2 separate regions of the Capra hircus genome follow, and region 1 is linked to region 2. Evidence: chromatin contacts called from public Hi-C data. All regions are on one chromosome and are shown on one strand. Each heading gives the region's core, a stretch centred on a gene start, on an enhancer-like site or on the middle of the called end of the contact. The rest is flanking DNA. Distances are from core to core; before and after follow the strand shown. Region 1 holds the start of SUFU (suppressor of fused homolog). Region 2 overlaps SUFU (suppressor of fused homolog).

What was found. A called contact is a pair of places that touch in the nucleus more often than the background predicts.
Region 1: a Hi-C map of liver shows a contact between it and region 2, with 4 times the contacts expected there. The contact joins the promoter of SUFU here to the enhancer-like site in region 2. A contact is called at or near these places in 2 of 5 Hi-C or Micro-C datasets (blood and liver).

The regions. Positions count from the first base shown.
Region 1 is chr26:28,569,706-28,574,212 of ARS1.2, forward strand. It overlaps SUFU (suppressor of fused homolog), which reads right to left and starts at 1,574. Exons shown (of 12, transcript XM_013975115.2): 1 at 1,211-1,574. The coding sequence starts at 1,392.
Region 2 is chr26:28,502,077-28,506,804 of ARS1.2, forward strand. The region is part of intron 3 of SUFU (suppressor of fused homolog); the gene reads right to left. Among named protein-coding and RNA genes, the nearest start is that of TRIM8, 54 kb to the left of the region's middle. Within about 2 kb of position 3,270, at least 3 of the 5 cell types and tissues checked have an H3K27ac peak or open chromatin away from gene starts, as enhancers often do.

The DNA of each region.
Region 1 (4,507 bases), core at 324-2,823, 66 kb after region 2:
CCCCCTTCGGGGGTACCTCCCCTTTGGTCACACCCCAAGTGCCTGCCTTGAACAGTCTTTCAGGAGCCAATGCAGGAGTTCATCTAATACAGTGCCTGCATGAAAGTGGTTTTGTACAGATTCAACTAGTTTCTTAGTCAACTTTTAGTTCAGCAAGACCATGAAGAAGAGTCCCCATAACAGAGGTGGCACGAAGAAACAGGTTACAAAAAGAATGGGAAACGAGAAAAGACCATTCCTTCCCCAGGGGCAGTCCATGTGTACATAGGTCTGATCTTAACAGAGTTACTTGGGGATTACTCTCAGCTCCCCTGAGGAACTGCTGCCTACATCTGGGCGCTCCAGACCACGAAGTTCCTCTTAATATCTCACTGAAGGATCCTCCCGTGTCCAAGCTCCGGATCTTCGTCGTTAACAGCAGCCTCCTTCAATCCTGAGCCAAACCATGGATCTCCCTGACCCAGCCTGCCCCTGTTCTAGCCAGTGACCTAGACCAAAGCAGCCGCGGAGCCAGAGGAAGCTCTGCATGGAGTAAGAGAACTGTGCAGAGTAAGCAGAAAGTTGATCGGGAGAAGCTGCTCCATCAAACTTCAAACGCAAAAGCACTGCACTGATATGAATGTCTGAGCTCATCCGGAAGGTATCAAAATGAGACCTCCCTCTCATCCCCTCACAGGCTCAACGCTCACATCCTAACCCACAGACCCACACCCGCCCCTACCCTGTGCAGTCCCGTGCCCTCCGAGCTCCGAGCTCCTCCGGCCGCGCGGCTCCAAAGCCTTCTCAGATGCTCCTCAGGCCCCGCCTCGCCTCCCCCATCTCACTTCAGCCGCCCCCCCTTCGGCTTCCCCGCGCCCACTTATGACCCCCTCCAGGCGCCCCCTCCTTTCACCACGTTTACAGTTCCCTCTTTCCGACCGTCGCCCCCTCAGCTTCTACCGACACCCCCAATTCACTCCATTCTTCTAATGCCAGTTAACCCTTCATCCTCCCCTCCCTTGCTAACCCGTCGCTACCCGCAGGCTTCGTTAACCCCTTTGTCCCCATTCCTAACTTGAGCCTTAACTTCTTCCCTCACAGCAGGAAGCCCTCTTCCAAGTGCTTTAACCATTCTCCTTTCCCCTCCAATTCCCTGGCAAATTACTTCGCCCCTGGCGCTTTAACCCTTCTCAGCCCGCCCCTGTCGGTCTCCGCGCGGCCCAAGACGTACCAGTACTTGACGATAGCGGTAACCTGGAGCGGGTTCGGCTGGTCTGGGTACAGGCGGCGGCACTCTCCGTAGATGGCGTGCAGTCCTGGGGGGAAGAGCGACGCGAAGGCCGGAGGGGCAGTAGGGCCAGGGGCCGGGGGCGCGGTGGGGCCGGGGGCGCCGCTAGGCCGCAACTCCGCCATCGGGGCGCGTAGGGTGCTGGGGGGACCGGGGAGGGCAGACGAGGGGGAGAGCACTGACGCGCCAGCAGGCGAACTCCTTGGGTGCGACTCCCGGAGGCGATGGGGGCTGCAGCGAGGTCTAGGCTCCGCGCCTGCGCAAGGCGCACTGTCCGCCCAGGCCGTCGCCGCGGTGGAGACGGCCAGAGGGTGCCTCGGGGGCCGCGGGGCGCTCAGGGGGCGGGGTGCCGGCGCGCCCTATTCCGGTTCCATTGGCTAATGTCTGTGCCAGTCACAGGTAGGGAAGGCGTGACTTGACAATAGGTCCCTCCTCCCTCTCTCTCCCGGAGTTGTGGGGGTGTTCCAAGGCTCTTCGCTTCCCCCTAGCGTTAGGAGGAGCCCAGGATTAAATAGAGATATTGGGACATCCTCTGAGGTGCTAGGGACCCAGGAAAGCTTTGGGAAGTGCGCCGACAAAAAGCATGTCACTGTTATGCTAACACGGTGCTCAGAAGGATTTATTTAATTAATTTATTTCAGAAGGATTTAAACATAAATGTAACAATGGATTGCTACAATGGATTGCTTCCTTCGTCCACGTAGCATTAAAAACGGAATTTTTTAGTTTCTAAGGCACCGGGTTGGAAATTATTTTCCTGCCTGCAATAACTTTACTTATAGTAATGTCTTCCACTCAATAATCTTGAAATTTCAAGAGAAAAGGATAGAAGAGAGTCCTGACTACTGGCGGAAAGTCCTGACTACTGGCTATTAACTAAAGATCCCCACAACATGAAGGAAAAGAGGAAATAATTTATTAGAGAAAAATGCACTGGGCTCCTTAGAAAGCAGTAACACATAATCTCTCAATTCCATTTTCTCATTCATCAGTGTCATTTCTGCTGCTGCCGCTGCTGCTAAGTTGCTTCAGTCGTGTCCGACTCTGTGCGACCCCATAGACGGCAGCCCACCAGGTTCCCCCGTCCCTAGGATTTCTAGCTCCCCATGAAAATTAAAGATATACTAGAGCAGTTCCTGGGCTTCCCTCGCAGCTCAGTCGGTAAAAATCTGCCTGCAGTGCAGGAGCCGTGGGTTCGATCCCTGGGTGGGGAAGATCCTGTGGCGAAGAAAATGGCAACCCACTCCAGTATTCTTGCCTGGAGAACCCCATGGACAGAGGATCCTGGCAGGCTACAAATCCATGGGATCACAAAGAGTCTGACACGACTTAGCTACTAAAGAGAGAGAGAGAGAGAGAGAGACAACAGTTCTGAAGCTATTAGATGAAGGATGTTTTAATGACCAAAAGATCATCTATACCAGTAGTTCCAAATGTCAGTCTTCAGACCAATATTAGTATGTTGCCAAGTTTACACCTTTCCAGGAAAAACATGAGAAAATCAACCAAAAATATTTTGTTGATTATTTCCAGTACTTTGGCCACCTGATGGGAAGAACTGGCTCATTGGGAAAGACCCTGATGCTGGGAAAGATTGAAGGTGGGAGGAGAAGGGGACGACAAAGGATGAGATGTTTGGAGGCATCACTGACTTAATGGACATGAGTTTGAGTAAGCTCCAGGAGTTGGTGATGGACAGGGAAGCCTGGCATGCTGCAGTCCATGGGGTTGCAAAGAGTCAGACACGACTGAACTGAACTGAACTGAACAAAATATACCTTTTTTTTTTTCCCAAAAAAAGCAAGCCTTATGCAATATACTTTCCTTTGTTCTAGGAATATGTTCCTCAGCTGTATGTATACTAAAATTTCCTTTTATTAGACTAAGAAGGTGGTTCAGTTCAGTTCAGCCACTCAGTCGTGTCCCACTCTTTATGACCCCATGAACCGCAGCACACCAGGCCTCCCTGTCCATCACCAACCCCTGGAGTCCACCCAAACCCATGTCCATTGAGTTGGTGATGCCATCCAATGATCTCATCCTCTGTTGTCCCCTTCTCCTGCCCTCAATCCCTCCCAGCATCAGGGTCTTTTCAAATGAGTCAGCCCTTATCATCAGGTGGCCAAAATATTATTGGAGCTTCAGCTTCAAAATCAGTCCTACAATGAACACCCAGGACTGATCTCCTTTAGGATGGACTGGTTGCATCTCCTTGCAGTCCAGGGGGCTCTCAAGAGTCTTCTCCAACACCACAGTTCAAAAGCATCAATTCTTCGGTGGTCAGCTTTCTGCACAGTCCAACTCTCACATCCATACATGACCACTGGAAAAACCATAGCCTTGACTAAATGGACCTTTGTTGGCAAAGTAATGTCTCTGCTTTTGAATATGCTGTCTAGGTTGGTCATAACTTTCCTTTCAAGGAAGAAGCATCTTTTAATTTCATGGCTGCAATCACCATCTGCAGTGATTTTGGAGCCCAGAAAAATAAAGTCAGCCACTGTTTCCCCTGTTTCCCTATCTATCTGCCATGAAGTGATGGGACGAGATGCCATGATCTTCGTTTTCTGAATGTTGAGCTTTAAGCCAACTTTTTCACTCTCCTCTTTCACTTTCATCAAGAGGCTTTTTAGTTCCTCTTCACCTTCTGCAATAAGGGTGGTGTCATCTGCATATCTGAGGTTATTGATATTTCTCCCGGCAATCTTGATTCCAGCTTGTGCTTCATCCAGCCCAGCGTTTCTCATGATGTACTCCGCATATAAATTAAATAAGCAGCATGACAATATACAGCCTTGACGTACTCCTTTTCCTATTTGGAAGCAGTCTATTGTTCCATGCCCAGTTCTAACAGTTGCTTCCTGACCTGCATACAGGTGGTAGATGTTTATTAATGCCTTATAGACCCATATAAAAACATTGCAACCTCATATTGTCCAGGGGAAGTGGTGGCAAGTGGAAGGACTAGCCTGTAAAATCCAAACATTCACGAGTTACTGATCAATCCAAACCGAACTACAGACAATACTGAAGACTACATACTTCAGCACGGACTGAGAATCCCTTCAAAGGGTCTACAGATCCAGACGCGAGATTGCAACCATCAATAGGCGTACCCTTCCATTTACCTACAGAAACTACAAAGCCCAGGGTACTGTGCGTTGAAACGCGACGCTCCGTTCCTTAAACTAGGCGGGGTTCCAAAGCAGCCTGGCTTGCTAATTCAGGTGCAAGGCATGT
Region 2 (4,728 bases), core at 2,020-4,519:
TCCACTCACAACAGAATCAAAAAGAATACAATACTTGGGAATATATTTAATGAAAGAAATATAAAATTTGTACTCTGAAAACTATAAAACAACTGCTGAAAGAAAATAGAGAAGACCTACATAAATGGAAATTGCTCATAAACCAGGAGACTTAATATTGTTAAGATGGCAATATTCCCCAAATTGATCTACAGATTTAATACAGTCCCTATCAAAATGCCAAATGCTCCCCCTCCGTTTTTTGCAGAAATTCACATCCTGATCTTAAAATTCATTTGAAAATGCAAGGGACACAGAATAACCAAAACAATCTTGAAAAAGATGGACGATTTAATCTTTCTGTTTTCAAAACTTGCTACAAAGCTACAGTCACCAAGACAGTGTGGTACTGGCACAAGAATACCATTTGATCATGGTAACAGAATTTATAGAGTCCAGAAACAAACCCTCAAATTTATGGTCAATTAATTTTTGACAAGATAGTCAAGATACTTTAATACAGGAAAGAATACTCTTTTCTGCAAATAGTGATGGAACAACTGAATATCTACATCCAAGAGAATCAAGTTGGATTCCTTTGCTAAACCATAAACAAAACTTAATTCAAAATGGATCATAAACCTAACTATAATAGTTAGAATAACAAAACTCTTAGAAGAAACATAAGAGTAAATCTTCTGTCCTTGAATTAGGCAATGTTCTTAGGTAGATACCAAAAGCACACACAAAGAGAAGATAAATTGGACTTCATTAAAATTAAAACCTGTTGTGATTCAAGAAAGTGAAAAGAAATGAAAATGAAAACCCCAAGGAAATAATCACTTTATACACACTGATTGATTTAGCCGCTAAGTCATGTCCAACTCTTGTGACCCCATGGACTGTAGCCTGCTAGGTTCCTCTCTCCATGGGATTCTCCAGGCAAGCATACTGGAATGGGTTGTTGCTTCCTTCTCTAGGGGATCTTCCTGTGTCTCTCTGCATCGCAGGAGATTCTTTACCAACTGAGCTATGAGGGAAGCCCTCATACATACATTAGGATGGCCATTGTAAAAATAAAAAAATAAAGCAAACAAAAACCTCAGAAAATAACAAGTATTGGTGAGGATTTGGAAAAATTGGATCCCCTCTGCATTAGTGGTGCTGTGCTGTGCTTAGTCACTTGGTCGTGTCCGACTCTTTCTGATCCCCACAGATTGCAGCCAGCCAAGCTCCTCTGTCCATTGGGATTCTCCAGGCAAGAATACTGAAATGGGCTGCCATGCCCTCCTCCCCGGGATCTTCCCAACCCAGGGATTGAACCCAGGTCTCCTGCATTGCAGGCAGATTCTTTACCACCTGAGCCACCAGGGAAGCCCAAGAATACTGGAGTCGGTAGCCTATCCCTTCTCCAGGGTAATTTCCTGACCCAGAAATTGAACCAGGGTTTCCTGTATTGCAGGAAAATTCTTTATCAGCTCAGCTACCAGGAAGCCCATGTAAAATAGTGGAACTGCTTTGGAAAAGTTTGGTGATTCCATGAAATACTAAACATGGAATTACCATATGACCCAACAATGCCACTTATAGGTACATACCCCAGAGAAATGAAAACATGTCCACACAAGGACTTGTACTTGAATGTTCACAGCAGCATTATTCATAATAGCTCAAAGGTGGAAACAACCCAAGTGTCCATCAACTAATGAATGAATAAATAAAATGTGGTATATCCACACAATGGAATATTATTTGGCAATACAAAATACTGAAGTTTTGATACATGCCACAACATGAACAACATAGCAAAAACATGATGCTAAGTGAGAAGCCAGTCATGAAAGGCCATGTGTGATTCCATTTATACAGAATGTCCCGAGTAGGCAAATCTATGGAGATAGACAGATTAGTGGTTTCCTAGGGCTGGGTTGGGTAAGGGGGAATGGGAAGTGACTGGTCTTGGGCTGCTTTTTGGGGTAATGGTCTCACAGCTGTGAACTACAGAATATGTGAATTATATTTCTGTAAAGGTGGTTTTTAAGAAGAAGAAAGAAAATACAGCCGGTAAAAGGGAAGAATCTTGCGGGAGAAGAAAAGTGGAATAAACAAGGCCTCTGACGGTCGCTACTTTCATAGGTAAAGTGGCCTGACCTGGGAGAAACCTGAGTCGTGGTGCCCAGACTTCACAGCATTCTATAGTCCACCTATACGATCACCCACCCCATTTTCATTTTCTACAAAGGAAAGGATCCTCAAGATTGCCCAAGGTTGTGGAGCAAGCCAGTGAGGATGGGCACAGCGCAACACTGCCCACACTTCTGAGTCACCCGTAACATCCATCAGGATTTTCAACATATCTGTGTACACCCATCCCATTGCCTACCTGTATTTCCCTCCTAAAACTGACTCACTTTTTTAAACCAACAAACTTACTTTAAAAGGAAATGTCATATCACTATACTACATAAGGAAAACAGAAAACCAATCTTGCTCATCATAAAGTGGAAGATAATTTTGATAACTTCAAAATAATTTAATGAAAAAAAGTTAATAATTTATAACTGATACTGCTGTCTATCTAACATTGTTAAAAACTGAAATAAACAAGGATCAAAGACTGTTAAAGGTTTAAAGAGTCATATCAAACTGACAAACTCAGCAGGATTGAATCAGAACTGAAGAGGGAAGACAGTCCTCACTAGTCACAGTATTGAGTGTTTTGTCCAGTTACCGTCTAAAATCTCTTGCTGGCTTTGGCAACCCTGGCCAACTGGCTAATTTGCAGGTGGGAAGGCTCTGTCCCATTTGCCTCTGCTGCGTGCTTGCTCGTGCTAAGTCACTTTAGTCGTGTCCAATTCTGTGTGACCCTGTGGACTGTAGCCCACCAGGCTCCACTGTCCATGGCATTCTCCAAGCAAGAATACTGGAGTGGGTAGCTATTCCCTTCTCCAGGGGAGTCTTCCCTACCCAGGGATCAAACCTGTGTCTCTTACATCTAACCTGCACTGGTGGGCATGTTCTTTACCACTAAGTGCCACCAGGGAAGCCTATTTGCCCCTGTGACCCTGGGCAACTTGCCCAATCACAGTCTCTAAGCCCTTCCACATCTGTAAGTAGGAAATAGTGTGCCTACTCAGTGCGTCTTGCACTGGAGCAAGTTATCACTCCTGTACTGGAACACTGCTACTTCCATCTCGGTCTAAGTCCCTTTACCAGAAAACAGGACAGGCCACAGAACCTGTAGCTAATAGCAACTGCCAGTAGGTGGCACCATTGCTCCTGGATTAAGGAAGAGTGTGGCCAGCTCCCTCCAGCGCCCCACCTCTAAGCTGACTTTGGCTGGAAACAGGGAAGAGGCTACAGAGGTTTGGAGTTATGACCTTTATTAACCAGAATTAACATCAATTTAAAAATACATGCTGTACAAAGCTACACTGTTTAAATGAAATACGAATGACGAAAAGCAACTCTGTACAGACAGTTTGGGAAGGGGTTGACTTTAGTCAGCTGGGAGACAGACCCAGGTTGCAGTTCCAGAACCAACACACCAGCCTGTGTGATCCGGAGTGAGACGGTCTTAACTACCCACAGGAAGGTTTAGAGAGCACGTATTTAACAACCTCCCAGACCTGCCTGCTGGGGGAACCAGACTTTTGAGCTCTGCTGTGGCCAAGAAACGGTCTTTCTTAACAATGAAAGAGCCTTGGTCACAGTTTTCAAGCCTGGGACAAAGCCACAATGGGCTCATTCTTGAGTCCGGCCTGGTCTTCATGCCCCGGATGCTCAGCCCCATTCTGTGTGGAGCCACCACGGCCTCTGCTCTCAGGCCCAGCGCCCACCCTGGGAAGGCCTCAGCCCCGGCAGAGGGGTTTTCAAATGCTAATATTGCCTCGGTTGGAGGCCCAGCTGTTCAGCCCAGTGGTTAGAGGAGTTCGCTCCCTCTCCCTTCCTCTCTTTGGTCCCCTCAAGTGTCCTTACCCAGACATCCCCAGGAACCCCACCCAAACTGCACAGCAGAGGGGCTGCCAGGAGGTGTGAAGGTGGGCAATTCCAGGTGAGGCCTGGAGGCCACTTCACATTCCCTCCCTCTTTCTCTCCACTCTGTCTCCCAGTACCATGTTGTAGTACCATCCCGCTGCTGCAGCCTGTTTGGAAAATTCACACCACTCCAGGGTGGCATAGGATCCAAAAAATACTCGCTTCAGTTCTGCCCCTTGCTCAGTTTAAAGAAAGCTTTCATCACTGGATGTCTCTTTCTCCAGTAACAAACAACTCCCTGGCAAGAACTCTTAAAAGGTTGGCGCAGGAGGGCGCGTATGGCTGTGCAGATTCTAACTGACCCCTTGAATTGGCTGTCACCCTACCCCACCTCGCGAACATCCAGCTTTAGTCATGGTGGTTTGAAGTTGGAATGTGCTAGATAGAAGTTAGCAAAATCTAGGGAAATGGATTGCAGAAGAAAACAGCTATTGTTTGCAAAATAATGAGTGCTGCCTTTAAAACACTGAGAAACAAATGTGTTCTTCAAGAGTTCTTAAGTCATCCCAACTCTGGAGAGTGACTGTCTCCATTCTGCGTGGAAGTATAGGATGAGCTCCCCGTCTCCCCCACCCCCCATCTCAGTGGCCAGAATCCATAAGCTTGGTCTGAGGAGAACGGGTTAATGTTGTCTCCTGGAGCCTCAAAGACAGGGTTTCTCGTGGAGGATGCCAGAAGTACCCATGCTTGCGGATGGTTACCTGTGTTCCA